Linked DNA regions of Mus musculus: all the other regions are linked to region 4. A link is a contact called in public ChIA-PET, HiChIP or PLAC-seq and promoter capture Hi-C data. All regions are on one chromosome and are shown on one strand. The core of a region is the stretch at or near the end of the contact, and the rest is flanking DNA. Distances in the headings are between cores, read along the strand shown. Region 1 holds the start of Rgl2 (ral guanine nucleotide dissociation stimulator-like 2). Region 2 holds the start of H2-Oa (histocompatibility 2, O region alpha locus). Region 3 holds the start of Ring1 (ring finger protein 1). Region 4 holds the start of BC051142 (cDNA sequence BC051142). Region 5 holds the start of AA388235 (expressed sequence AA388235). Region 6 holds the start of Nelfe (negative elongation factor complex member E, Rdbp).

What was found. Promoter capture Hi-C pulls out the DNA fragments that hold promoters and counts their contacts. ChIA-PET counts read pairs in DNA pulled down with a chosen protein or histone mark. HiChIP or PLAC-seq counts read pairs in DNA pulled down with a chosen protein or histone mark. Capture Hi-C pulls out chosen DNA fragments and counts their contacts.
Region 1: a contact with region 4 is called in a promoter capture Hi-C map of pancreatic islet. The contact joins the promoter of Rgl2 here to the promoter of BC051142 in region 4. A contact is called at or near these places in 1 of 39 promoter capture datasets (pre-B cells) and 1 of 9 other capture datasets (pancreatic islet).
Region 2: a contact with region 4 is called in a promoter capture Hi-C map of embryonic stem cells, with 2.5 times the contacts expected there. The contact joins the promoter of H2-Oa here to the promoter of BC051142 in region 4. A contact is called at or near these places in 7 of 39 promoter capture datasets (embryonic stem cells, hematopoietic stem and progenitor cells, liver and 2 more), 4 of 484 Hi-C or Micro-C datasets (B cells and embryonic fibroblasts), 5 of 115 datasets of contacts at active chromatin or transcription factors (the 230-238 cell line, forebrain, large pre-B cells and 2 more) and 1 of 9 other capture datasets (liver).
Region 3: an H3K4me3 HiChIP or PLAC-seq map of pro-B cells shows a contact between it and region 4, with 7 times the contacts expected there. The contact joins the promoter of Ring1 here to the promoter of BC051142 in region 4. A contact is called at or near these places in 2 of 39 promoter capture datasets (hippocampal neurons and pre-B cells), 1 of 15 datasets of contacts at CTCF or cohesin (large pre-B cells), 9 of 115 datasets of contacts at active chromatin or transcription factors (bone marrow-derived dendritic cells, bone marrow-derived macrophages, embryonic stem cells and 3 more) and 4 of 9 other capture datasets (embryonic stem cells, liver, macrophages and 1 more).
Region 5: an RNA polymerase II ChIA-PET map of memory CD8 T cells shows a contact between it and region 4, with 20 read pairs. The contact joins the promoter of AA388235 here to the promoter of BC051142 in region 4. A contact is called at or near these places in 1 of 39 promoter capture datasets (pre-B cells), 1 of 15 datasets of contacts at CTCF or cohesin (large pre-B cells), 2 of 484 Hi-C or Micro-C datasets (large pre-B cells and pro-B cells) and 3 of 115 datasets of contacts at active chromatin or transcription factors (bone marrow-derived macrophages, large pre-B cells and memory CD8 T cells).
Region 6: a promoter capture Hi-C map of cranial neural crest shows a contact between it and region 4. The contact joins the promoter of Nelfe here to the promoter of BC051142 in region 4. A contact is called at or near these places in 5 of 39 promoter capture datasets (cranial neural crest, embryonic stem cells, hematopoietic stem and progenitor cells and 2 more), 1 of 115 datasets of contacts at active chromatin or transcription factors (bone marrow-derived macrophages) and 1 of 9 other capture datasets (macrophages).

What each region holds. Positions count from the first base shown.
Region 1 is chr17:33,927,966-33,931,812 of GRCm38.p6, reverse strand. Rgl2 (ral guanine nucleotide dissociation stimulator-like 2) reads right to left here and starts at 1,919. Exons shown (of 18, transcript NM_009059.2): 1 at 1,769-1,919; 2 at 1,372-1,568; 3 at 4-87. The coding sequence starts at 1,527. Tapbp (TAP binding protein) reads right to left here. Exons shown (of 8, transcript NM_009318.2): 8 at 2,523-3,673. The coding sequence ends at 3,662.
Region 2 is chr17:34,090,921-34,095,077 of GRCm38.p6, reverse strand. It overlaps H2-Oa (histocompatibility 2, O region alpha locus), which reads right to left and starts at 2,699. Exons shown (of 5, transcript NM_008206.2): 1 at 2,550-2,699; 2 at 997-1,245; 3 at 489-770; 4 at 260-395; 5 at 1-75. The coding sequence starts at 2,631. The coding sequence ends at 72. BC051537 (cDNA sequence BC051537) reads left to right here. Exons shown (of 5, transcript NR_046183.1): 2 at 1-94; 3 at 2,533-2,638.
Region 3 is chr17:34,023,407-34,027,318 of GRCm38.p6, reverse strand. Ring1 (ring finger protein 1) reads left to right here and starts at 2,639. Exons shown (of 7, transcript NM_009066.3): 1 at 2,639-2,809; 2 at 2,901-3,030; 3 at 3,866-3,912. The coding sequence starts at 2,953. Mir219a-1 (microRNA 219a-1) reads left to right here and starts at 2,227; the gene lies at 2,227-2,336. It overlaps Mir219c (microRNA 219c), which reads right to left and starts at 2,307; the gene lies at 2,248-2,307. H2-Ke6 (H2-K region expressed gene 6) reads left to right here. Exons shown (of 9, transcript NM_013543.2): 4 at 24-116; 5 at 218-303; 6 at 384-468; 7 at 614-656; 8 at 849-923; 9 at 1,094-1,286. The coding sequence ends at 1,110.
Region 4 is chr17:34,397,231-34,401,402 of GRCm38.p6, reverse strand. BC051142 (cDNA sequence BC051142) reads right to left here and starts at 2,583. Exons shown (of 20, transcript NM_001001177.2): 1 at 2,550-2,583.
Region 5 is chr17:33,978,761-33,983,015 of GRCm38.p6, reverse strand. It overlaps AA388235 (expressed sequence AA388235), which reads right to left and starts at 1,524. Exons shown (of 1, transcript NR_033305.1): 1 at 1-1,524. It also overlaps the pseudogene H2-K2.
Region 6 is chr17:34,848,125-34,851,989 of GRCm38.p6, reverse strand. Nelfe (negative elongation factor complex member E, Rdbp) reads right to left here and starts at 1,599. Exons shown (of 11, transcript NM_001045863.1): 1 at 1,402-1,599; 2 at 997-1,079. The coding sequence starts at 1,071. It overlaps Skiv2l (superkiller viralicidic activity 2-like (S. cerevisiae)), which reads left to right and starts at 1,786. Exons shown (of 28, transcript NM_021337.2): 1 at 1,786-1,856; 2 at 1,991-2,094; 3 at 3,556-3,665; 4 at 3,765-3,865. The coding sequence starts at 1,835.

The sequences.
Region 1 (3,847 bases), core at 670-3,169, 470 kb after region 4:
CACCAAGGGGTCAAGAGGCCTGTACTGGCGGCTTGTGACAGTAAAGGTCGCACCATCCTCCTCCTCGTCCCAGACTGACACAGAAGCCTGGAGGAGCAAGAAGAGGAAGTGAGTTCCACAGCACCTCCAGTCCCCAGCCATTGTCCCCAGGCCCTGTTCCTCCCTCTGCACCCCTCACCTGTGATGGCGGGGGACAATACCAGCGAGTGCGAGGGGTAGAGGGTACTGGTGACCCCAGGTCTACCCCACCCTGGGGCTCAGACAGCCCCCCCGGCCACCTCAGAGCTCGGTGGGATGGAAGAGGTTGCAGTGAGGGTTTCAACTGAATGCAGGAACCCCTCTTCTGGCCACCTCCAACCCCCCTTGTCCCACAGCTGAGCCCAACGCAGAAAAGCAGGGCGCAAAGTCAGGAGCAGAGCGCGCCCGAAGAGGCACAAAGCCAAAGGAAGAGAGACCTGAAGCAGAGAGAAGCTGAAACTTCACAAGGCCCGCCCTCCCTGACAGAACCAGAGGAGCCCAAATTTAGTCCTTCCGCAGAGACTCCTTTTCCCCAGGTCCCCAATACAGCTTCCACTTAATCTCAGCACTGGGGACCCCCTGAAGGTGGCGGCTCCAATCCCAGTTACAAGAAGGGGAAGTAAGGATGATGGGGGGGGGGGGCGGTAGACTCAGAGTCATGTGGCCCTAGCCCCTCCCCCGACCGATCCCGAAAAACCAGCCTTGCTAGTCACCCTAACTTTACCAATGTCGGGGCCCAGGAGTCTGGATCCTCGGGCTCCGAATCTAACTTCTGGACCCTCCTGAATCCCTAAATCTTGCTGCGGACTACATCCTATCAGTCTCTTTGGACGAAGATGACCACGCTCTACCTATCCCGGGATCATCTCTCCAGGTGCCGGAACCTCTTGGCTTGCTGCCCTCTATTGAGCACCAGGGGGTGGGGGAAGAGGCGGCGAAATCTGAGGGTTCCCTCCCCAATCCTAGAGTCTGAGGAGCTGGTTACTGTGGAAACAAACCCCTCCCAGCCAAACAAAAAACGAGGAGGGAGACAGGGACCAAGATACAACTGCCCAGTGGCACCCGTCTAAGCAGGTATGGGCAAAGAGGGCCTGAGCCCCGCAGGCACAGTCAGCCCGTCTGCCAGCCAGCCATTCTGGTTCCGGCAGGTTCCTACGGGCAGGTTCCGAGCAGACAGACAGGGCGAACTTCATAGACACCAGGACCCGCAGCCAGGGGACAGATATCCAGAGAGAGTGTGGCGGGCGGGATGCGAGTGAGGCGGGGAGGAAGAGACCGAGGGACCCAGAGACACCGAAAGGAGGAGAGTCTCAGAAATATTTAATGCCCTGCCTCCCGCCACCCGCGTCTCACCTCTTCTTCTTCCTCATCCTCTTCCTCCTGCCCCCCGCCCACGGCCCGGCCACCTGGGTCCCCACCCTCTTCGGGGTCCCGGCTCCGGAAGCTGCTCAGCACGACTCCCCCGGGGGGGGTCGTGTCCAAAAGCAGCCGCAGGGGCCGCGGGAGCATGGCCGAGAGAAGCAATCAGCGGGGTCGGGCCATGGGGGCGCCTGGGGAGAGACGGGTGGGATTGGGTGGAGTCAGACGGGCGTGGGGGAGACGGACAAGAAGGGACCTAGGTGGGAGTCCCTGAGGAAGGCTGGGGGAGGGAGATACGGGAGTGGGGAAACCCAAGCCCTCGGTGCTTGCTTGGGACTTGGGGGCTAACTAGTGCGGAATGGGCAGGGTCACCCGGTGCTCCGGCTCTGACCTGCTCGGGAAGGGCGAGGGCTGCGCGCGGGTCCCGGGCCTCTGTTCTTGTCGGTCTCTGGCCCTCTACCGAGTCCCCTCCCCGGCTTTTCCGCGATGCCCCCCTCCTGCACCCCGCCGGGCTCCCGGGCCCTCCCGCCCTTTCCGCTTCCCCCCTCCCCGCGTCCGCCCGACAGCAGGAGCCAAAAAGGGAAGGAAGTGAGGACAGGAGCCAGGGAGAGCGACTAGGGGAGTGCTGGACGCCAGGGGCTGGGACGCAGGCTGCAGGTGCACTACTCCGCTGTCCCTTGCAGCCCCACTCGGTGGCTCTGAAGCCCGCGTCTCGCAGCAGACACGCTGGAGACCAGGGTCCTGTCTCAAGCCTCCACAGGAAGGCAAACACGGAATTTTAAGTCACTTTTTCTAACCAGAGCGGCGCTGCAACTGCCGAGGAAAGTGCCCTAGCAGTGGCGCGACCCCGTTACTGCAGCTCGAGAATGACACTGCCGCCCCGGCACGAGTGCAACGGAGCGAATCCGCGCCGGGTTTTCTGTGCCGCCCTTATGCCCGCCCACTCGCGGGGAGGGGGCGGAAGCCGGCTAGTGCGGCGCTTCCGGTTCCACTCGGGTCCGTCGCTCCGGGCGTCCGGCTCTCACCGTGCGCCCGAGCGCGCGCGGTTCCCACGGTGGCTATGTCGTCTCCCGGGTGCGAGACGAGGACCGGGAGGTGACCGAGGTTGGCTGTGCTTGGAAACGGGAGAATGAGAGGCCCGCATGGAAACTCGGAAAGACTTTATTAGCTCACGAGGACCGGCGAACAGGAGAGGACGAACCACACGGGGACATTCGTAAAGGGCCGAGACCCACCAGGCCCGGAGATGGTAAAGGTGGACCAGGCAAAAGAAAAGCTGTGGTAGGAATGGAGAGCTGGAGAGGTAGGCTTTAGTCCGCGAGGGAGACACATGGACCTTTCCGTCTCTAGACTACTGCTGTGGGCTGTCCCTGAGGTCTCTAGAATCTTAAGATGCTATGAAGACCTTTCGTCCTAATCCCCTGGCCAGTGGTTCTCAACCTTCTTAACATTAACGCAGTTCAAGTTGTAAAATTATTTTCTTTGCTACTTCGTAACTGCCTTTACTACTGTTGTGAATCCTAATGTCTGGTATTTCCGATGGACTTAAAGGGGGTTGTGAGCCACAGGTTATGAACCCGCCTCTCTGGCGCATACACTGGTTCTTCTCAACCCTGGGACTCTACGCATGTGTGTTCTTATATTTAGTTCTCTCAACAAAGCCCCGCCAAGTAACCCCGACTGACCTGAAACTCCCTATTTGTAGATCAGGCTGGCATGGAAATGTCAGAGATCCACTGCCTCTGCCTCCCGACTGTGGGCATCAAATGAGTGTGGCGCTAAGTCTCGCTTTTTTCTCATCTTAAAAGTTTAGTTCGAGTCCAGCGGTGGTGGCGCACGCCTTTAATCCCAGCACCTGGGAGGCAGAGGCAGGCGGATTTCTGAGTTCGAGGCCAGCCTGGTCTACAGAGTGAGTTCCAGGACAGCCGGGACTATACAGAGAAATCCTGTCTCCAAAAACCAAAAAAAAAAAAGACCTCTAGGCATGGTGTCCAGTGCCGTTTGTCACTCCGAGGCAGAGGGACAGGTGGATCTCTGGGACTTCGAGGCCAGCCTGGTTGGCTTGGTGAGGGTTCAGGACAGCCAGCCAAGGCTACATAGAGAGACCTTGTCTAAAAACAAGAACAAAACAAGAAAGATTGAAACAAACAAAAAAACCTTAAAAAAAAAAATCCGAGCTATTCAATGGAGGGAGAAGAAGAGAAGAAGGCTGTTGTTCTGGGGCAGGGGCTACTGGAGTCATCTGGGCCAGAGATGAGGGTGGCTTCCACAGACGAGAACTTCTTTACTGTGACTTCTGCAAGAGAAGAAAGAAGTGGGGAATTGGAAGTGTTGGGAGGGAAGTGAGTTTCTCCCAGTTAATGTAGAAACATTCTCACAGTTACAGGCGTGGGAGCAGGCTGGGGCTGTCATTTCCCACCGGCCAGACATGGTCATGAGTGTCCTCGCTCCTGAGTCTTCCAGAAGACCC
Region 2 (4,157 bases), core at 1,450-3,949, 310 kb after region 4:
TGCCGCTGAGCACGCAGAAGCTTCCAGAAGTCCGCCAGGAATCATCTCTCAAGGGTTTCTCAGAAGAGAAGTTACCTAAAGTCGCGAAACCCAGGTGACCGAAGCCATTCACATTCGCACACCCACTTCTCCAAATTCCCGCTTTTCTAGCTCCTCCCCCTTCCTCTGTCTCCTCCACCCCCAACCCCCACCCCCGGCGTCCCCCATCTACTCTCCACGCCTTCCTCCCTTTGCCCACAGACTCCCGGGGCTTCTGCACCTGCGGATACTGGGCCTGCGTGTGCCTGTGATCATGAGCACGGTGCCCAGGAGGCAGCCCATAAGGCCGAGAACCAGGCCCAGGCCACAGATCAGGGTCTCTATGGTGTCCGGTGGTGGGGTAAGCACTTGGGGCTCTAAGGAAAGAAAGCAAGGGTCAGAGGACACAGGAAGGGATCTGGAGTAGTGGAGACACAGACGTGAACAGGCTGGGGCAGGGTGCTCCCTACCCCAGTGCTGGAGGAGCGGTGTATCCAGGCCCCAGTGTTCCACCTTGCAGTCGTACACATCCTCCGCAGAGGGCACGAAGGTCAGGTAGTGGAACTTCCGGAACCTGTGGTTAGGCTGAGAGTAGAAGCTGGTCTGGGCCACTCCCTTAGTGATGGGCTGGCTGTTGCGCAGCCAGGTGACATTGATCACAGGCGGGAAGATATCATCCACGATGCAGATGAGGACGTTGGGCTTTCCGAGCTCCACACGAGTCTTGGGGAGAACGGTCACTCTGGGAGGCACTAGGAGGAATGAGAACCTAAATCCCAAAGTCCCGTCCCTCACAGCTCTTGGTCTTACTAGAGCCGAGATTAAGGGATACTTCCTCCCGTGTGGCCACCTGCAGAAACGTTCTGGGATCTTCCTGGGGCAGGAGGGGAGGGGAGGGCAGGATTCTGAAGAGGGGTTGGGGATTCTGTCCATCACCTTCCCTGCCTAGTTAGGTGGGGTGGAGGGAGGGCCAGGTACCGCTGACAGCTCTGGTTCGGTTGGAGCGTTCCACCAAGATGTCCAGATGAGCTTTGATCATGGAAATGCTCATCAGCCCACTCTGAAAGTCCGAGTGGGCGAAGTCTCCAAACTCAGGCAGACGCCACACGACCTCCTCGTTCTTCAGATCCACGGAGAAAATTTGTTCCCCGTCAAATTCGTGTGTGAACTGTCCAGAAGCGTCGTAAGATTGGTAGAAGGCCGGTCCATAGGAGCCCATGTGGTCGGCTGTATTGGGTGAGGGAAGGATGGGAGCTGAGAGAAGCATGTCTCAGCTTCTGAGTCTCAGCCTGGTCTCATCCTGGGCTGTGGGGTGAGGACAGCCCTGCAAAGCCATAGCAGCCCCTTGAAAAGTTCCAGAGACACGAAAGGGGGAGGGCAGAGGGGGCGTGGCCACTGCATGCATGGGTGGAGCTGACAAAGCAGGCTGGGAAAAGGAGAGACAGCCCACAGGAGATGGTGTCAGGTTTCCAGGCCTCCATCATCTGCTGTAGCTGTAGAGGCAGCCACCCTGTCAGACCTTGTGTGTAAGATGGTAAATTTGGGGCGAGGAGGAAATGGTTAAGGGGAAGCACTGAAGGGAGCTTTTGGGAAAGAAAGCTAGCATAGGAGTGGGTGAGGGACAGTGACAGACAGGAGCATGATGTAATAATATCCATGATCCAGAGACCAGGGTGAGGAAAAGGGCCGCTTTCCACAAGCCAGGCATGACAGCACATCCCTACAACCCCAGCACAGAGAGGGTAGAGACAGAAAGATCAGAAGTTCAAGACCAGCGTGGGCTGCCTAGTTCAATGAAACTCTGCCTCATTAACACATGGAGGGAGAGAGAAGTTCCCAAAGTATTGTAAGATAACACAGGACATAAAGTCAGGAGTTCAATCCTGGCAGCAGCAACGGCGCACTTGAGAGGCAGAGGCAGGCAGATTTCTGAGTTTGAGGCCAGCCTGGTCTACAGAGTAAGTTCCAGGACAGCCAGGGCTACACAGAGAAACCCTGTCTCAAAAAGCCAATTTAATAAAGAAACAAACAAACAAACAAACACCCCAAGATTCAAACTTTACATTCCACCTTCCATCTGGGAGTGTTGATTAATAGGTCTCACCCTCGACAAAGTGCTGTTTCCTGGTGTCAGGGCTACATTTCCACTGACTCTTTCAGAGCTCTACACTTCTGAGGAATGTAAGGGACTGTCATGAGCCCAGCGTGACAGAAAACAAACGGGGAAAACCAAAACACTGCAACAAAGCTGGATGAGAACTGCTTGTTGCAGCCAGGAAGTGGTTCAGGAGCCAGGGTGCTCTGCAGTGAGGCGGGTGAGGGCACGGATCTCAGAAAAGAGGAAGAGCTGAGGGGGGCTCTGAATGTAAAAGAAGCCCAGAAGAGACCCAGCCTCAGCCCAGTGGTTAGGCCCACAATGGAGGTGGCAGGGATTTGTCTGCAGGTGGAGGGAGTTGCCATATACCCGACACAGAGAGAGACACTTTCCCCTGTGCTGTACTCTCCCACTCCCAGGTGTCCCCAGCACTTACCCTTGATGGCCCTTACTCCTCGGGGACTCAGGAAGCTCATTGCGGTTAGGAGTACCGGGACCAGCTCCACAAAAAGGACCATTGCTGGGGTGAGTGGCTCTAACAACGTCTGTTTGGGAAGCAAGGGAGCAAGATCGAGGTAAAAAGAAACAGAGTCCAGGTTAGGGGAAGACCCTTGCGGTAAGCAGCCAATCAGAGCAGTTCTCTGAGATAATGGGTTTGTTGCTGGGCAAGGAAGTAAAGAGTCTGGGTGAGAAGGTGGAGAGTGGAGGCCATGGGTCATCTGTCACTTCACCTTTCAAGAAGGGGCTTCAGGAAGGAGCAGAGAAGTCACAGAGCACCAAATGGCTATGCTGGGCAAAGCCTCCATCTGGTCCATGATAGAACCTGATTTTTCCTGTGGGTCCCTCTGGAAATTTTGGGGGGTAAAATATAAAACAAAACACACTAAGAACTTTTAAAGGGAGATCATTGGATATAATAAATCACAGCATAGAAACTCTTATATTTGTAAATCATTTTCAAAAACATTATTTTATTTTATCTGTAAGGAAGACTGTGTAACGGCTGAAGATGCTCCCCCTGAAGGAACACTACAGGCAGTTCCTACAAGTGACATGGGGTGGGCAGAGGACATTGGTGGTCTCCATTTGTCCCTTCTAGTCCCCAGACACCCTCTTGCACGCTGGCCAGAGGTTGACCAGGGTCCGCATGCACCTAGCGTTTGCCTATTGGTGAACTCAGCCAATGGCTGGCACTGGAAGGACTCAGTCAATACAGTAAATAGAGAGATTCAGGCCACGCCTTTAATGCCAGCACTCTGGAGGCTGAGGCAGGTGAATCTCTATGAGTTCAATGGCAGCCTGGTTTACACAGTAAGTTCCAGGCCAGCCAGGCTACATAGAGAAACTTTGTCTCAAAAAAGAGAAAGGAAATAGAAATGGGTAAAGAGAACTTCCATCAAACTTGTGGCAGCCATCTTCCAAAGAGGCTGAAATCAAGGGTTTTCAAGCTTGACGCTGTCTGAGAAGTCTGCGACTTTGGCTCCAGCGAGTTGCTTTGGCTCAGTGAAGTTTGTAACAAATACTCGTTCCGGGTGCTGCGGAGGTGGCTCTGTGGGTAAAGTGCTTGCCACACAAGCACAAGGACGTGAGTTTGGATTCCCAACACACCGAAAAAGCCAGGCATGGTGGCACATGTCTGTAAACCCTCAGCCGTGGCGGGGCAGAGACAGGGAGATCCGTGTAACTGGCTAGCCAGCCAGTCTAGCCAAACAGGTGAGCTCTAGGGCTTTAGGGTCAGCAGCAGAGCCATCTCAAAAGATGCAGTGGGTGGGCAGGCTGGGAAATACTCAGCCTTAAAATCCCACGCTGCTCTGCCAGAGGACCAGAGTTTGGGAAACAGCGCCCTCAAGAGGCTGCTCACGACATTCTGTAACTGCAACTCCAGGGGACACAGTGTACTCTCTGCAGATGTCTGCATGAATGAGGGGACCTACTCACAGCCTTGGTCCAGCCCTGAACCAAGTCTCTCTTCCAGTGACAGTGCAGCTGGAGTCCCAGGTCAGCGGGGCAAGAGGTGGGTATGTCTTAGAGAAACCATGGCTAC
Region 3 (3,912 bases), core at 1,390-3,889, 370 kb after region 4:
AATTTGTTACCCTCTCGTGCCAGGGCACCTTCCTAGTCACTCAGGCTGCAGCCCAGGCTTTAGTGTCCAGTGGCGGTCGTGGCTCCATCATCAACATTAGTAGCATCATTGGAAAGGTCAGGATGAGTTGGGCCAGGCCAGCTAGCCACGTGGGCGCTGGGAAGCGGCTCCCCTGTAGACGACTCCTGACTTACTCTGGGTCTCTGACTCACTGTAGGTGGGGAATATCGGACAAACGAATTATGCGTCGTCCAAAGCAGGAGTGATTGGGCTCACCCAGACTGCGGCCCGGGAGCTTGGACGGTGGGTCAGACTGGGGACCTTGCTAAGGGAAGAAGAGTCAGTGTCCTTCCCGGGGTCAGCATCCATTCTTCCTCTCACAGACATGGAATCCGATGTAACTCGGTCCTCCCAGGGTTCATTGCAACGCCCATGACCCAGAAAATGCCAGAGAAAGTGAAGGACAAGGTAGGCTGTGGGTGGAGGGCAGTCTGTCAGAGGTCTCTGAGAGAGATTGCTGGGCACAGACGTGTACATAATGAGGGATGAAAAAGTAAGGGGGGGGGGGAAGTCCATAAAAGAAACTTCTACCCACGTGAGTGTTTCCTTACAGGTAACTGCAATGATTCCGTTGGGACACATGGGGGACCCTGAGGGTGAGCATGGATTGCAAAAAGGGTCTGGTGGGGGCTTGAACAGAGCCTTAAATCTGTAATAGTACTGAAAAGGTCGCACAGGGATTAATGATTGGTGTAGGTTTAGGATTTTGGGGGGGGGGTGTAAGGTAGAGGGGATAGTCAATCTGTATCTAAGGAAGTAAGACTGCCCTTCCCCCACCATCCCCACAGATGTGGCAGATGTGGTTGCATTCTTGGCATCTGAAGACAGTGGATACATCACAGGGGCCTCCGTGGAAGTCAGTGGTATGAGGCCTTCATGGGGAGGAGGACAGGAAAACAGAACCCAGGTTGTAATGAGAAAGTGAGGGGCTCCTGCAGCCTGCAGAGCAGACATCCCTTCTTTAGACCAGGGACAGAAGTGGGTGCCTACATCCCCACCCATGCACCTGTCCCAATGCCTCTGCCCCTCTCAGGAGGTCTTTTCATGTAACTGCCTGATGGAAGCCGGACTCTGCTCACTCCCCCACCACTGCCTGGCCCTCCTGCTGATGAGGACGCTAAGTTCCCAGGCTACAAAAGAGATGGCAGTGTGTGGCTCAGGCATGCTGAATATGGAAGGCAGGGGTGCTTGTGACCCTAATAAATTCCAAATCCTCTTCCCTGCCACCTCCGGTTCTTCTTGTGTCCAAGCCCTCAGACCCTTCCCCACCTCCCCCTCTCTCCCCTTTCCAGGGATTGTTCCCTTTCACTGCCTGGTCTCCCAGGGCAACCCCCGCCGCCGGGTGTGAGAGGAAAGAGTGTATGTCACTGTGTATGCGTGACACTCTGGGTCTTTTCAGAGGGAGGGGATTCTGCCCCCACCCCCTCTCATTGGTTCTGCAGCACCAGTCACCCACCCCCATTCCCCGAGTTCCTTATGGACCCCAAGGGTGATTTGTTCTTGGCCCCATCCTGGTGTCCAGTCTGGCCTTGGAAGGGGGTCTTGGAACAGGTGGCCCTCCCCCACCCCTCCTTTCTCTTTTCCCCTCCCTTCTCTCCACCTTACAATAGCTGCAGCCGGCCTGGGGTCGGATGGGGGGGATTAGGGGAGGGGGCCAGGATTAGGGGAATGGACTAGCCGATGAAAGGGGCTGGAGGAGAGCAGAAGGAGGGGGCTGGGAGGAGGAGGAAGGGGAGGGGGTCCTTGCTAATCGACTCTGGTGCCCACATAAGGACTGGCCACGGACTGAAGGAGAGAACAGGGAAGTAGGGGGTAACTGGGTTGGGGGGCGAGGGGACCCACTGCTAACTTGTCCCAGAGATAGGACACCCCCTGGCAGCCGCTGCACAGGCTGGCGGGGGGGACGAATACCCATCACGGTCTCTTCCTCTGTGCCCCTTATTCCCGACTCTGAACCGGCTCTCAACCGGTATGGCCCTGCTCCTTCTCCTTCTCTCTCCTTCTCGTCCGCTTCCTTCACTCCGAGTCCCGGAGTGGCTTTGCCTACTTTCCCACGCCAGACATTCACTCGTGTGCTCCCCGACTCCCCCCAGGGGCCCGCCCCATCTGGTGTCCCCGCTTCCGCGCGGCGTCTCTATCCCCGGTGCCTCCGATGCGCTTCTCTCCCCGTCCCGGGCCGCGGCTCCTGATTGTCCAAACGCAATTCTCGAGTCTCTGGCTCCGGCCGAGAGTTGCGTCTGGACGTCCCGAGCCGCCGCCCCCAAACCTCGAGGGGGAGAGGCCGGGCGGAGCGCGGGACGGTCCCCGGACACCCGGGACCCCGCCGCAGCCCTAGGATCTCAGGGCGCGCACCCAGCAGCAGAGGTGCAGCTGCGGCCGGCTTTCCGGGGTTCTCAGGCCCGGCTTGAGAGAAGTTGGGGATCAGCGCCACGGAGGGGATCCTCCGCCCTCGGGCTCTCCACATGCACCAGCACCCACCGGGCCGGCTCACCGCGCGCCCGGCGGGGGAGGGGGAACCCGGTTCCACGGCGCGCGTGGCGCGCGAGGGCGGTGACGTCTCCGTCGCGGGGTGGGATACAGGGAGGGCGGAAGTGACGTCGAGCCTCGGCGCCCAGGCCATGGCGGCGGTGGCGGTGGCAGCAAGGGTTGCGGCGTGAGTGGCAGCTGCGGACCGAGCGGACCAGGGCAGCGGAGCCCCGGGGTTCCTGGGGAGAGGCCCGCAGCAGGGCAGCGCGAAGGCCGGAGCTGGGTGAGGGGCCGCGGGGCGCACGCCCAGGGTCAGGGGGCGGGGTCTGCAGAGGGGCGGCCCCGACAGCGTCTCCCCCCACCCCCTTCCGCAGACCTCTCTCAGCGGAGCCCCGCTTGGAGGGGGAGGGTCTGTGCCCCGTCACCATGACGACGCCGGCGAATGCACAGAATGCCAGCAAAACGTGGGAACTGAGTCTCTATGAGCTGCACCGGACCCCGCAGGTGACAGGGATCTTCCAGCCCCAGCTTACCCCCTCCCACCAGCCCTCTCCCTCCCTGCCACACTACTCTTGGCCCGACTCTGTCTTTGAATCACCTTTTATCTTCTCAAAGCACTAAAACACCTACCTCATTTGATCCGATTTAACCCCTCAAAGTGGCCATGGCAGCGAGGTACAGCAGATATCACCGTTTTAATTGAAGCACGGTAAACAGAACTTACCGTCCCGGCCCTGTCCCATCTCAACAGCCACATGTCAATGTACACATATATATATTCATCCTGCGAGCTTAAATATAATTCCCTCTCCAGTTTTCTGACTCACGTGCGCTGGGACGACATCGGAATCTGTTTGACAGACACCCTGAACTTCTAGTCTAGGTAGTCTTGCTCTTTAGAGTTTTAAGAAAGCCTGTTGAGGCCGGATGTGATGGCGAAGGCCTTTAACCCCAGCACTCCTGAAGCCAGGACAGGTGGATCTCTTAAGTTTGAGGTCAGCCTGCTTAGAGGCCTGCCAGGAATACATGCATATGGAGACCCTGTCTTGAAAACAGCAAACAAAAAATGAAGAAGTCTTGTAGCATAAATATCCTCCAACCCATAGATCTGTGCCATTCCCAGCCCTAGTCCTCTCAACAAACCCTGGCCTTTCTGTTTCAAAACTCCTTGTAAATGGGCCCTCATCCCTTCTGTTCTGGTAATCTCCAAGTCATTGGTCTCCTCCATCCCAGAATTCCCATCAGTTTGGTCAGCATGGCTGTCCAGGTTCTTACCTTTCTCAAAGCTTGCCTCTAAAGTCCCCTTCCCCCAACCCACTGCCACCTTCTGATGACCCAGGAAGCCATCATGGATGGTACAGAGATTGCGGTTTCGCCTCGGTCACT
Region 4 (4,172 bases), core at 1,334-3,833:
AGAGGAGGGAGAGCCATATCCAACTCCAGAGCCGGATTTTAATTGAAGTGGGACACCATACAACATTCTAATGCCACTTATACCTAAAGACACCTGGATTCCTGTAAAACAGAAGCCAGTAAGAAGACTTGGAGGTAGGGGAATTGTGAGCCCGACTATAGATGGAGCACACTGTAGGAGGGAGCTGAGAGATTCACCAGCCAGCCAGGAGTGTGTGCTTAGAAGTGAGCCTACTGCAGCTGTCCTACCTCCTTTGCTTTATTCCATTCCTGGTAGGTTGGGCTTCTGACTTCCATTTTGCAACAAACTTACAGAGTCATCAACCTTAACTTAGAGAACAGCACATTTACACTTAGGGTTGGGAAGAGACAAACAAGGTTTGGAGAAAAGAGAAATAGGGAATGGGGAATCTCTTTCCATATCCCTGATTGCTTGTAGTATCAGTAAACATCTCAATTAATATTGGATTAAGGATGCCATTAGGTGGCCATTTATATTGATTCTCTAAGGAATATTGAGGCCAATTTTGAATGGAGAGGCGAATAAATTTAGGGTCCTTCAGGTTGGGTTTCAGGTATACAGGTTGGTGGTTTCTAAAAGACATCCCAAAGCAATGAGAGCGTAGGAAATATACCATTCCCATAGATGAGAAAGGGGAAATGGAATGTCCCTGCAGCCTGTAGTCATGGGCATCCCCTGACTCAGGGAGAACAAATTGAGGACCAAGCCATTCAGTGGGTCAGTGGGTCATCACTACAACTCAGTGGGGTCATCTTAGACTGGCTAAGCCAAAGAGTCTTGGTGCCTGGTATCAGGACTTTTGTAGAAGCCAAAAGGTGAGAACAAGAACCAAGCTCTCATAGAGGGTCTTATCCATAGGAAAATTTTGGGAATGGAGTTGCAAAAGTCACAAGGACCTAGAGAAGTTGTGGAATTTATAATTAGCTTAAGTGAGAGTGGTAAAATGGGGCAGGAAGGGTTTCGATGGCCCAGTAGGACCTAAAGAAGGTGCAGGGTTGCAGCTCTGAGGGTGGTGGGATAGAGTCAGGACAGGAAGGGTTGTAGTAGCCCTCAAAAACTGCACTGAAAACCACCAGGGCCTAGAGGAGCTGTGGGATAGGCAGCTCTGAAGGGAAGGTGAGCAAGGGCAGGTAGGGGCACCATGGCCCAGGAGACCTAAAGGAACTGTAGAATAGCAGCTCCAATGGTGGGAGAATGGGGGGCAGGTGAAGAGTGCTAGTTGTAGCTTTAAAGACCACAGCTGGAGGTACCTCCACCTCCAAGAGTACTAACGGGGTGCTAGACACCCAACAGTCACATCCTCGGACTCAGGGAAGCATTTACACCCACCAGAAGGGGAAGCTTACCTAATTGTCACTGGTGGATGGGGTGTCAAGTAAGCAGTGAGCCGGAAGGTGAGACTGCTGCAAGCCAACTGGAGATAGGGGATAGGGTCCTAGTGCGGCTCAGACCCCAGAACTAGGGGGAGCACAGGCACCAGGAGAGCCTATCCAAGTCACAGCACTAAAATGTGTTTCTGTTCGGATGGGAGGGTATCTTGGAAGCCCAAGAACCTTACAGCTCTACTGGAAATGATATCCCAGCAGAAGGGCATCCTGAGACAGGAGACCACAGGAACCACACAGCTCTGCAAGGAAGCCTCCTCAGCAGAGGCATTGCAGCTCCCAGGGGAGGGTCTCCCCAGCTGAGCTGAGGAGCTCAGGAGCCTCAGCTCCACTCCTTCTCTTCACTTTTTCTCTTCATTGTTTCTTTTCTTCTTGGCTTCTTTTGAGGCGAGTGGAAGGCATATGGGTGTGGAGGAACAAAACCAGGGATGGCTGCCTTCTGCTCCTGGGAGAGGACAGCAGGGAACTGGACGAAAGGGCAGTGCTTATATAGGATTTCTGAGGGGGCAGTGTTTTTCGGGGCAGAGATTTCCAGAGTGAGGATTGGTGGGATTTTAAGTCTTGAACTTGGGAGAGCGCAGGAATTGGTGGGTTTTCCTGCTTAGGGATTGGTGGTTTTTTGTTTGTTTGTTTGTTTGTTTGTTTTGTGGGAAGCTCAGGGATTGGTGGCTTTTTTTTTTCATCCCCCCTCCCCCCCCCCCTTTCCCTGCATCAGTCAGACCCATGGGTTAGGGTAGGAAGTCCTTCCTGACTGCAGCCGGCCTTCGCCAGGGTTTGCTGAGGCACCATCTCTGTGGGGAGGCTAGGGGAGACTGGAGAGGAGGCGCTGCTGCCATGGTGGACAGTTCCAGCGGCGGTATTTCACTAAGGCTGTAGGCTGAGGCGGGACAGGGGATCCGCCACTGCAAGCTGAGCGGCCGCGGTGAGGCCGTTTTAACAGGAGCCGCCATTTTGGACAGCTCCTGTGGGACGCTTCATCGTGGCGTCGGCTGTGGCCTGCGGCGGCAAGGACAAACCTGCCGCCGCTTTGAGCGCTTTTGTGGCGCGGCAGCTTTTGTGGGGCTGCCGCGCTGCTCAGGGACTGTACGGGGGCGGGGAGTGAGCTGGACACGCCGCCTGTGGCAGGACTACACCATGACTAACCTTCTCTTTCCTTCGGGCTTGTTAGAATCCCCCTAACTGAAGGAGTGCGGATTCCCTGGTCCAATCAAGAGGCTGAGCTTAGCTACGTCATCAGTTACCAGGGATGGCTGCTCCTGGAGGCGTCCACAGCGCCACAGCCTTCTCCAGCTCTAGGATATGAGTCTCCTGAAGTGGGTGCACGTAAATCACTTTTGACATCTACACTATTAAGCTGAAGTGCAGTAAGCGCCAGGCTAAAGGTGCCTGGCTACACAGTCGTCTTCCTTCACCTCCTTTGCTCTCGCACAGCTTCAAATACAACAGTTGTCCTAACAGCTTTATGTAGGAAAAGTGAGTACCACCCCCCCACCCCCCCACCCCCACCCCCAGTCCTCAAACTGCTGAGTGAATGACTGACCATCACAGAGCTGGCCCAACTCCGCAGCCTGGTTGAAATGTTTCAGCTGCAACTGGATCCAGCACTAAAATAGTAAATAAAAAAGAAATTGCTGGTTTCAAAGAGGTCCCTCACATTGAATTTCTAACTAGCAACTGATGATGCAGTTCATATCTGACGCTGATTGGTCCTTAATACTGACCTTATCCAATCCAGCAGCAAGGCTGTGAATCTCCTGCTTCTTATGGCCTGGGGCATAGATGGAGTGAGGAGATAGTTGCCAAGGTGTGAGACCACTATCTCTCCTGCAGCGGGATGTGACTGTGGCTCCCCAGAGGCCCCTGTTTGGCCGCTGTGATCGTGATGCTGATGATGCTGAGCCCTTCTGTGGCTTTGGTCAGGGACCCCCAGTGTAAGTGCACACCTCAGGTTCTGAGCTGCTGGGTACGGAGGGAGGAAGGAGCTAACTTCCTCACTGTCCAGGCCAAGTCCCTTGTTACTATGGATGTTTTCTGTGAGCATGCACAGACCTCACATGAAATCCAAACTATGTCCCCAAACAGAAGCCTGGATGTTTGTGCTCTAAGAGCTGTGTGAGAGGTCCCTGTGTATCAGCCATTGTTTTTCAAGTTTCCTCCAGTAACATCTCTAGCCTTGTGTCATCTTCCATTAGGGCCCCAGGGGGACTGATAAATCATGATATTAAATTAACTTCTCACACAGGGGTTTTATGGGTTGAGCTATGCCAGGCAAAGAGGTCTTTGTATAAAAATAGAACTTCATATGTGTATTTCTATTCTATTTTGTATATTTTGTTTTAGTAAAAAAAAATAAAGTTAAGTAAAATATTGGTCTAATCAGAAGATTTCTGTGAAGGTGTCATAGAGTCAAGGGATAGCAGGGAGATCCATGTGCGCCCTCTGCAGGCTGTGCAGCTGCTGCTTAGCCACCTGTGTGTCTGAACCCAGGGCCTCCTCGTTCTCTCTCCCTGGCCCCAGTGCTTGCGCAGCCTGTTCCCGTGTGGAACCTCTGCTGGGTGGTGGCTAGTGTTTCCCCTTGTCCTTGGGAGCACACAGCAGCTAAGACTGAGGAAATAGCCTTCGAGATGATGGGCATCTGTGGGCTGTTCTAACGAACTTGAGGCCCCTTCTCAAACCCCTGAGTGGGTTAGAACCCATTTGGTGTTTGTGATTTGAACATGTTTGCATTTTTATTTTTCTTCCATATTCTCTGGCCTGAGCCCATGA
Region 5 (4,255 bases), core at 275-2,774, 420 kb after region 4:
AGCTTCAGTCCAGACTTCTTGGCCAGCAGACCCCATACAGGAACCAGCAGGTACAGTCCAGTCCTCTCAGTAGGGAAACACCATGCCTGAATCAGCAACTGTAGAAACCAGAAGAGCAAGCAGACACAGAGCAAGCCTTTCCTTCTTCCAGGTCTTCATGTAGGCTTCCAGCAGAAGTCATGGCCCAGAGCAAAAAGTGGGAGGGGCTCCTGCTCAAATATTCTGGTTTACACCTGTGTCTTCCTACCTCAAAGAAAAGGATCAGAAATTGATTTTCACACTTCAAATTAAGCAAAAACACCTCACAGATGCTGCCCTCCATTTTGAGGTTTTAGTTAACCCCACATGTAGCTGACATCAAAGAATCATCACCATGGTCCCTGTCCGAGTTCTGGAACTGCTCTCTGGGGCTTTGCAGCTCCTTTTAGCACCCATGGCTCTGCCTCCTGCCTCCCCTCTTACAGGGAGTTTTCTTCCCACGGCTGGAAAAGCACGTAAAGTTCTTCTGGATGTAGTTTGATGAGAGCAGGGCGGCCTGAGACCTGAGAGCCCTGGAGAAGTGCAGATAGGAAGGAGGCCCTGGGGCAGCTCAGCAGCCTGGATCCCCTTTACCCTCAGCTCTGTGGGTTCAGACGCTGTCCTCTTTGTTTCTTCCACCAGGCGGCGCTGTTGCCCAAGAATGCGATGCTTCTCTTTCATCTTCAACAGGTGAGACTCTGGAGGGTCTGCAGTGGGAGGGAAGATGGGAAAGGGGACACCTTTCTCTGCAGGAATGCTCTGGATGTTGGGATGTCATGGGCTGTTACAAATTAGCATTCAAACGTCTGAGTCGAATTTATCTTGTTCATAGGGAATCAAAAACTCACATCAGCTCAAGTGCAAAGATGAGCACACACTGTGTCTTCTTCCTGGGATGAGGCTGTGACCCACTGGGCATGGTAGGTTCATAAAATGAAATATCATCTGTATTTTTAATTTTATGCTTTTTGACAAATTGTCATTTCAATACACTCTATTTCAACCATCTTTTCCTGTCCTGTTACAGAGCGCTCTTCATTGGCTGGTGGGACAGTGATGTCCAAACATTCCTGTGCCCTCCACTCCTGTCCTCACACTCTGGATGTGTAGGAGAAAGAGAAGGAGTATTTTTCAAATCATATTTTTAAAATTTTATTGTCATGAGATGTAATCATTTTTGTATGTGAATATGTATGTGCACTAGCACTAGCATTCGATCCCTGGGAACTGAAGTTGCAGATGGTTGACAGCCACCATGTGCTGATGGAACTCACCCTGGATCCTCTGCAACAGGAACTGTTACAAACGCGTTCTCTCACACCCGGCCAGGAAGAACACAACAACCAGAATCTTCTGCGGCAAAGCTTTATTGCTTACATCTTTATGGGGCCAGAGCGCCAGAGCGCGCGGGAGAGCGAGGGCGCGCCAGAGCGCCGAGTCCTATTGTTACATCTTTAGGCAGCGAGAGAGCGCAAGGCGCGCAGAGCCAGAGAGATGCCAGCGAGAGAGAGATGGCGGAAACCCCCTCCCTCTTTAAGGAGAACTATATTTTTGCTAGGATGCATCACTCCCTGATTGGCTGCAGCCCATGGCCGAGTTGTAGTCACGGGGAAGGCAGAGTACATGGGGGGAGGAGTACCCTGGCACATGCGCAGATTATTTGTTTACCACTTAGAACACAGGATGTCAGCGCCACCTTGTGACAGCGAATGTGGGGCGGCTCCCAACAAGGAACACGTGCTCTCAGCTCTGAGCCATCTCTCCAGCCACCACTGGAATGTTCACATCAAAACCACACAGCTGATCCACAGCCTGCTGCTGAGCACATGAGAGAAACTAGAGGCCCAGGAAGAGACAGTGTCAGTGCATAGCTCAGGAGGGAGGGGAGCTGGGCACTGATGGGGAGAGGCCTGAGGACAGAGACAGAGAGGGGCTGAGCAGGAGGGGACAGAGGCAAAGGGGGAGACCTAACTCCGCAGAGTCCCCTGTTGGAGGGTATCTCTGTCAGATTGCACTGGACACATCTGCAGAACCCTGCTGGTCTCTTCCATTTCATAGTGAACGCTATGCTGGTTTGAATGAGAACAGCCACACGGGCTCATAGGAATGAATCCTTCATATCCAGCAGATGGAACTCTTGAGAAAGATTGGAGGTGTGGCTTGGTTGGAGAAGTGTCACTGGGCTGGGCATTGAGGTTTTAAACATTTCCAGGCTCCAGGCACCTGCGTTTGGCTGTGCCTGTGGTCTGGCTGGACTTTAATGGCGTAGGTTGCGGAAAGCTGGACCAGGGACCATTATAGAGCAGGTGAACGTGCAGACCGCCATTGCGCATGAGCAGGAGCTGCTCAAGATGACTGACAGGCGTTTCAGGAAGTGCATCAGGAAGCCTGGGGCTCCTTGGACAACTCTGAGCAGGAATGCATCACCATATGCATGGACCGTTACAAGGACGCCTTGAACACTGTGTCCTACGCCTACAACTCTCGACTGCCACTGGAACAAGCCAACGTGTGATCGACACCTGTGCTTTCTGACAGTGCTCTCAGAAGACAGCAAGGACCAGTGTGAGTGCAGGGACATGGCTGACCCACTGAGCTGTGACCTCATGAGAGAGCAAGCCAATGAAGCACTGATGGGAGGGTGGGGAGGAGCGACTCCCACTGTTCCCAGTGTCTCTCCTTTGGTATGCAGATAGATGTGTGAGCTTACACTGTTCTTGTACCATGTCTTTCCTCTGCCGTCATGGATTCACATTCTCTGAAAGTAGAGAACAGATTAAAAACATTCACAACTTGATGGGGTCCCAACGTCTTATAGTCGTAGAAAAGTAACGAAAGCCAAGTGTGATGACACAGGCCATTAATCCCAGCAGACAGGCGAACTCTGTGAGTTCAAGGCCAGCCTGATGAACATGGTCATCTGTGGAGACCCACCTTGCCTTATAAAAACAGGATAAAACAGAAGAAAAGTAACAGAGACAGATCCTTCTGTGGAGCTGCTTAAGGCCAGTTGCTTCCCTAGTCAGGATGAAACCTAAGAGCATCAAGTTCTCAGGGAAACGGGGGAGAGGTCAGGTCAAACTCCACACAACCAAAACCTGTGTAAACTTAATCTTTCCCAATATCACTGATCAGGGGTGAAACCTCGAAACACCAGTGTGTGCTCTCTGGCATGAGGATCATCTTTCTTCCAGTGTCCACACTGCACAGGCGTGAGGAACTCTGGGGCCAACTCAGTTATCAGATCCAGTGTCCCACACAGCTGTGACATTCATGTCTCTCACCTCATCAGCTCTTAAGTGTGAGTGAAGGTCAGGGAGGGAGGGAGAGGGTCAGAAATTACATAACTTCTACCACACTATCATCCTTTTTCTGTGGTATAGTCGGTGACAGCTCCTCTCCTACTGTGATTAAGTCACTAAAACAAATGTACCTTGGACGTGCAGACACAGAGAAGTGCAGTGGAGACAGCGATCAGTGCCCTGCTGTCTGTGGTCTGCACAGGGGTCTCTCTTCAGTGGACAAGGGGGTCTCCTGTGCTGAGACAACGACAATCCACTTGGACAATCTCAGAAGCCTCTAACCCTGAGGCTGAGAAGACAAATCCTAAGGGGAGAGCAAAGTCTACACTTAACAGATGAGAGTCCTGCACTCAGGCTTGGCAGTGTGAACCACCCCTTGCAGGTGAACAGAGCCTGGTCTCTGTGGGGTCCGTGTGGGCTTGCAGGCCAGCGCCTCTGCTTTAAGGAGAAACCTCTCTCCACTGCGTCCCCAAGCGCTTGTGTCCCCATTGTATTCCCGGAAGTGGCTTTTCTTCTAGAAGACACTAGGGTGTGACTTCTGAAGAGAAGAAGGAAGAGGAAGGGTGGAGGAGAGGACATAGAGAGTCTGGCCTGAGAGTCTCTCCTGGTGTCCTGACAGCTTCTGGATCAGGACTTAGAGACTCCACAGCACAGGGTTCAGGCAAAGTCCTAGTCTCCAGTGTATGAGGTCAGGGCTGGGGAAGCCCAGGGCTGGGGATTCCCCATCTGGTCAGTTTCACTTCTGCTCCTAACCTGGGTCAGGCGCTTCTGTCAGGACACTGATGACACGCCTACAGGTCTCACACCCAATGGGTGGCGCGTTCCTGGGGAACCAACCAGCTTCGCGGAGGCAAAGTCCACACAGCTAGCAGAACTCAGATGCCCCGGATCCCAGATAGGATTGGATGGCTTGGCGCACAGTGCTCCTGCTGCTG
Region 6 (3,865 bases), core at 350-2,849, 450 kb before region 4:
ATCAAGGGCACTAATCACTCAGGGCTGAGTATAAGCAACACTTTCTGATGCATAAGCAGCTAGTAAACTGAGACCTCACAGAATTACCCAACACAGACAGAAAAGATACTTTAGACAAAGAAATTGGGGTTGCAAAAATGCAGAGGAGGTTTTGGAAGGCAGGTTTTAAGAGAAAATAATTCTCTCTTTTGACAGGTATGGTGAGCTGATATTTCAATTCTATACATGATGTGAAACCTCGGAAGTGTTTTCAATGGATCAGGTGTGCCTTCAAAACAGCAAAGCCAGACCCTGTCAATGAGAAATTACTCAGAGGTTTCACTAGTAAGGAGAGTGCTGAGGACGGTGTTGTGCACCTAGAGTTCCACTTCCTGAGAGAAGCTTAGGGAGGAAGATACCAGGAGCCCAGGAGTTGAAAAAACAAAACAAAACAAAACAAAACAACCCACCCAACCCGGCCACATACTGAGATCCTTGCCAGGGGTAGTGGTAGGGGACAAAGTGGAAGAGGAACTTAGAAACCATCGACAGACTTGACAAATGTTTTGCTGTGTAAATAGTACAGAAGCCAGAGGTGAGGCAGAGCCATTCCAGGCTACCCAAAGCCACATATTTTCAATCCAGCCTGGGCTAAGTGTGAGACCCTGTCTGAGGTGGAGTGGTGTGTCAGAGATGAGAGATTTTAAGGCCTATTAAATGCAGTTGGTTATCTAAAAGCGAAGGGAGGGAGGTAGAGCAGACAGGAGGAGCACATTTACTTGGGCATTTGATGGTTCACAAGGCTCTGGGTGGTACTGAAGCCACAGGGACGATGATAATTCCATTGGGGATGACCAGAGAAGAGGGAGGGTTCAAATAAGACTGGACGATGCTGCCAAAGCTCCACTGAGAGGTCCCCTTCCGGTAGGAGGCAGGAGGACTCCCATGGCCTTACAGTCAGCCCAGGTGTCCCCAGAGTCTGGAGAAGCCGGGCCACCACGCTTAACTAACTCCTACCTTCTTCTTGAGTTTGTTGAACTTCTTCTGCAGTGCCTCTTCCTCTTCACTCAGCCCCGGAGGTATCACCAACATGTTGGCTCCTGGTTCAAGGGCAGAACCCAAGACATCATTCTCTACTGTCACCATTCAAAATTCACACGTCGTCCAACTTGCGTCCATCCTGTATGCACCCCAACCTCCAGGCCCGCCTACTCCAGCCTCTGGCCTTTCCCTAACCCCTCGTTCCTCCGAGGCTGCTTGTCCAGCCTCCTGTTTATGGTAATCAACCGGCATTCCCGCCTATGTCCAAGGTCCAGACACTAGAGCCTTGGGGTACCTCAGCCCGGAGAAGGGAAAGCACTCCCTGCGACGCCAAGGCGATGGCTCCCGACCCCCATGCCCAATGGGGTTAGGTCAGCCAACCTCGGGGTCCGATGGGCAGAGAAGGCGGCCGGGCCCGCGTAGCGCTATCTGGGCAACCAGAGGAGGAGGAAGAAGAACCAGGGGCCGCGCGGGGAAGGCGCGAAAGATGTGAGACGAAGCCCTCACCTGAGGGGGCGGCGCCCGGGCCCGCGGTCTCCGGCGCCGCCGCGCGGGCTACTGCGCGCTGGCTCGCGGCGATGACGTAAAGGGGCGGGACACGCGGTAACCAAGGCGGCGAGTCGCAGTGACTTCCGCCCGGCCTTGCCCGGCTCCGAGTCAGGCTTCGGCGCCGCTCTCGCCCACGCTCCCGGCGGGGAGTGGTGGAGGAGGGGGCGTGTCGGAAGTAATTTCAACTTCCGCCCTTCTCGGGGCGGGGCCGGCTCCGTGGTTACTCTGAGTTTCCGGGCTGCTCGGGAGCTGCCGCGGCTCCAGGATGATGGAGACGGAGCGACTCGGTGAGGGGGAGGGGAGGAGAGTGGACGGGAGAGGAGAGGAGAGGAGGGGAGGGGAGGGAGGGGGGTCCGCGGAAAGGACTAGTTAGTAGACAGGAATGACTTGTGGCTTTTAACCTGTGACCTTTCCCTTGTAGTTCTGCCTCCCCTAGATCCCCTGAACTTACCCCTTCGAGCTCTGGAAGTGGGGTGCACTGGCCGTTGGGAGCTGCTGAACGTGCCAGGGCCTCCAGAGAGCACTGTGAGTGACTTTTGACCCTCACCTTTGACCTATGAGCCTAAAAGAAATTCCACCCTGCTCACAGGAGGATGTAGCTTGACACTGTCATCTTGGCCTCCGGCTCATGCTGGACAGATCCCACTCTACTGGAACTCCAGTAGGTCGGAGCGGGGAGTGCTGGAGACGCGAGCTCTCAGAGCTGCCCCTTCACCTGTATCTTTCCTCCTAGGAGGTTCCTTCTCTCTGCATAGCTCAGAGCACTTGGCTCTTTTAAACTGAAGCCTGGCGTGGCTCACACCCTTATTCCCAGCACTTGGGAGGTGGAGGCAGGCAGATCTCTTGAATTGGAGGCCAGTTTGATCTACATACCAAGTTCTAGGCCAGCCAGGGCTATGTAGTGAGATCTCATCCCCAAAACAGAAAGAAAAGAAGCAGAAAATTTAAGACTGGCAGAATGACTTATTAGCCCAGAGATTCTCCACCTTTGATTCACTACCCATTTGAGGGTGGAATGACCCTTTGACAGGGGTCACATCACATATCAGATATCCTGCACACCAGACATTTACATTAAGATTCATAACAGTAACAGAATTACAGTTAATAAGTAGCAACACAATTATTTTTCGGTTGTGGTCAGCACAACAGGAGAACCGGTGCATTAAAAGGTGGCAGCATTTGAGAAGGTTGAGAATCACTGGCTTAGCCTATTAAAGCGCTTGCCCATGCAAGTCTGATGAGACACACGTAAAGGCAGCGAGAGAGCCAGCTCCACAATGTGGTCTTCTGACTGCCATGTGTGCATGCGTGTACCCATGTCCACCCATTACACACAGACCTATACATACTAACACATACTACTACAAATAATAAGAATTCTAAAATGCGAATTCTCAGTTGAGCACATAGCTCACTTGGTATAGCGCTTGCTCAGCATACACAAAGCCCTGGTTTTGATCCCTGGCTCTGCATGATAGTCAGGTGTTGGTAGCTCATGCTTGTCACCCCCTCACTTGAGAGGGGGAGGGATATGTGTACACACACACACACACACATCAAGTTGGATGCAAACATGGGTTTCATGAGAGCCTCTCTCAAAATAAGAATGCAGATTGCTGTGTCTGGCCTCTGTGTGTCTGAAATCAGTGATTTACCTTAGTTGGTATCCTGGGACATCTACCATTGGATCTGAACACAAGTTCCATCGCCTCTTTTGTCTACACGCTATCCTTTATTAACCAACTTAAGGTTTCTTCTTTTTTTTTTTCTTCAATTTATTTATTTATTTTATATACGAGTAAACTGTAGCTGTCTTCAGACACACCAGAAGAGGGCATCGGATCTCATTACAGATGGTTGTGAGCCACCATGTGGTTGCTGGGAATTGAACTCAGGACCTCTGGAAGAGCAGTCAGTGCTCTCAACTGCTGAGCCACCTCTCCAGCCCCCAACTTAATACTTCCTATCTCGCCCTTGTCCCAGCTCCCCCATGGCCTCCCTCCATGCGCCCCAGATCTGTGCCAGGAAGCAGAGCAGCTGTTTCTGTCGTCTCCAGCCTGGCTTCCTCTACACGGTGTAGAGCACTCAGCTCGGTGAGAAGTCTGCAGCCTCCCAGATTGGAGAGATGGACCAATGGAAGGAAGCTGGGATAGGGAGAAAGCCGACTCCAAAATTCCTTTCCTTCTCTCCAGAAAATGGCAGAGGAAGACGGATCCCTGGTCACTCCTGGCTGCCGTGGAGACTCCAGTCCCATCTGACCTTCAGGCCCAGAGACACCCAACCACAGGCCATA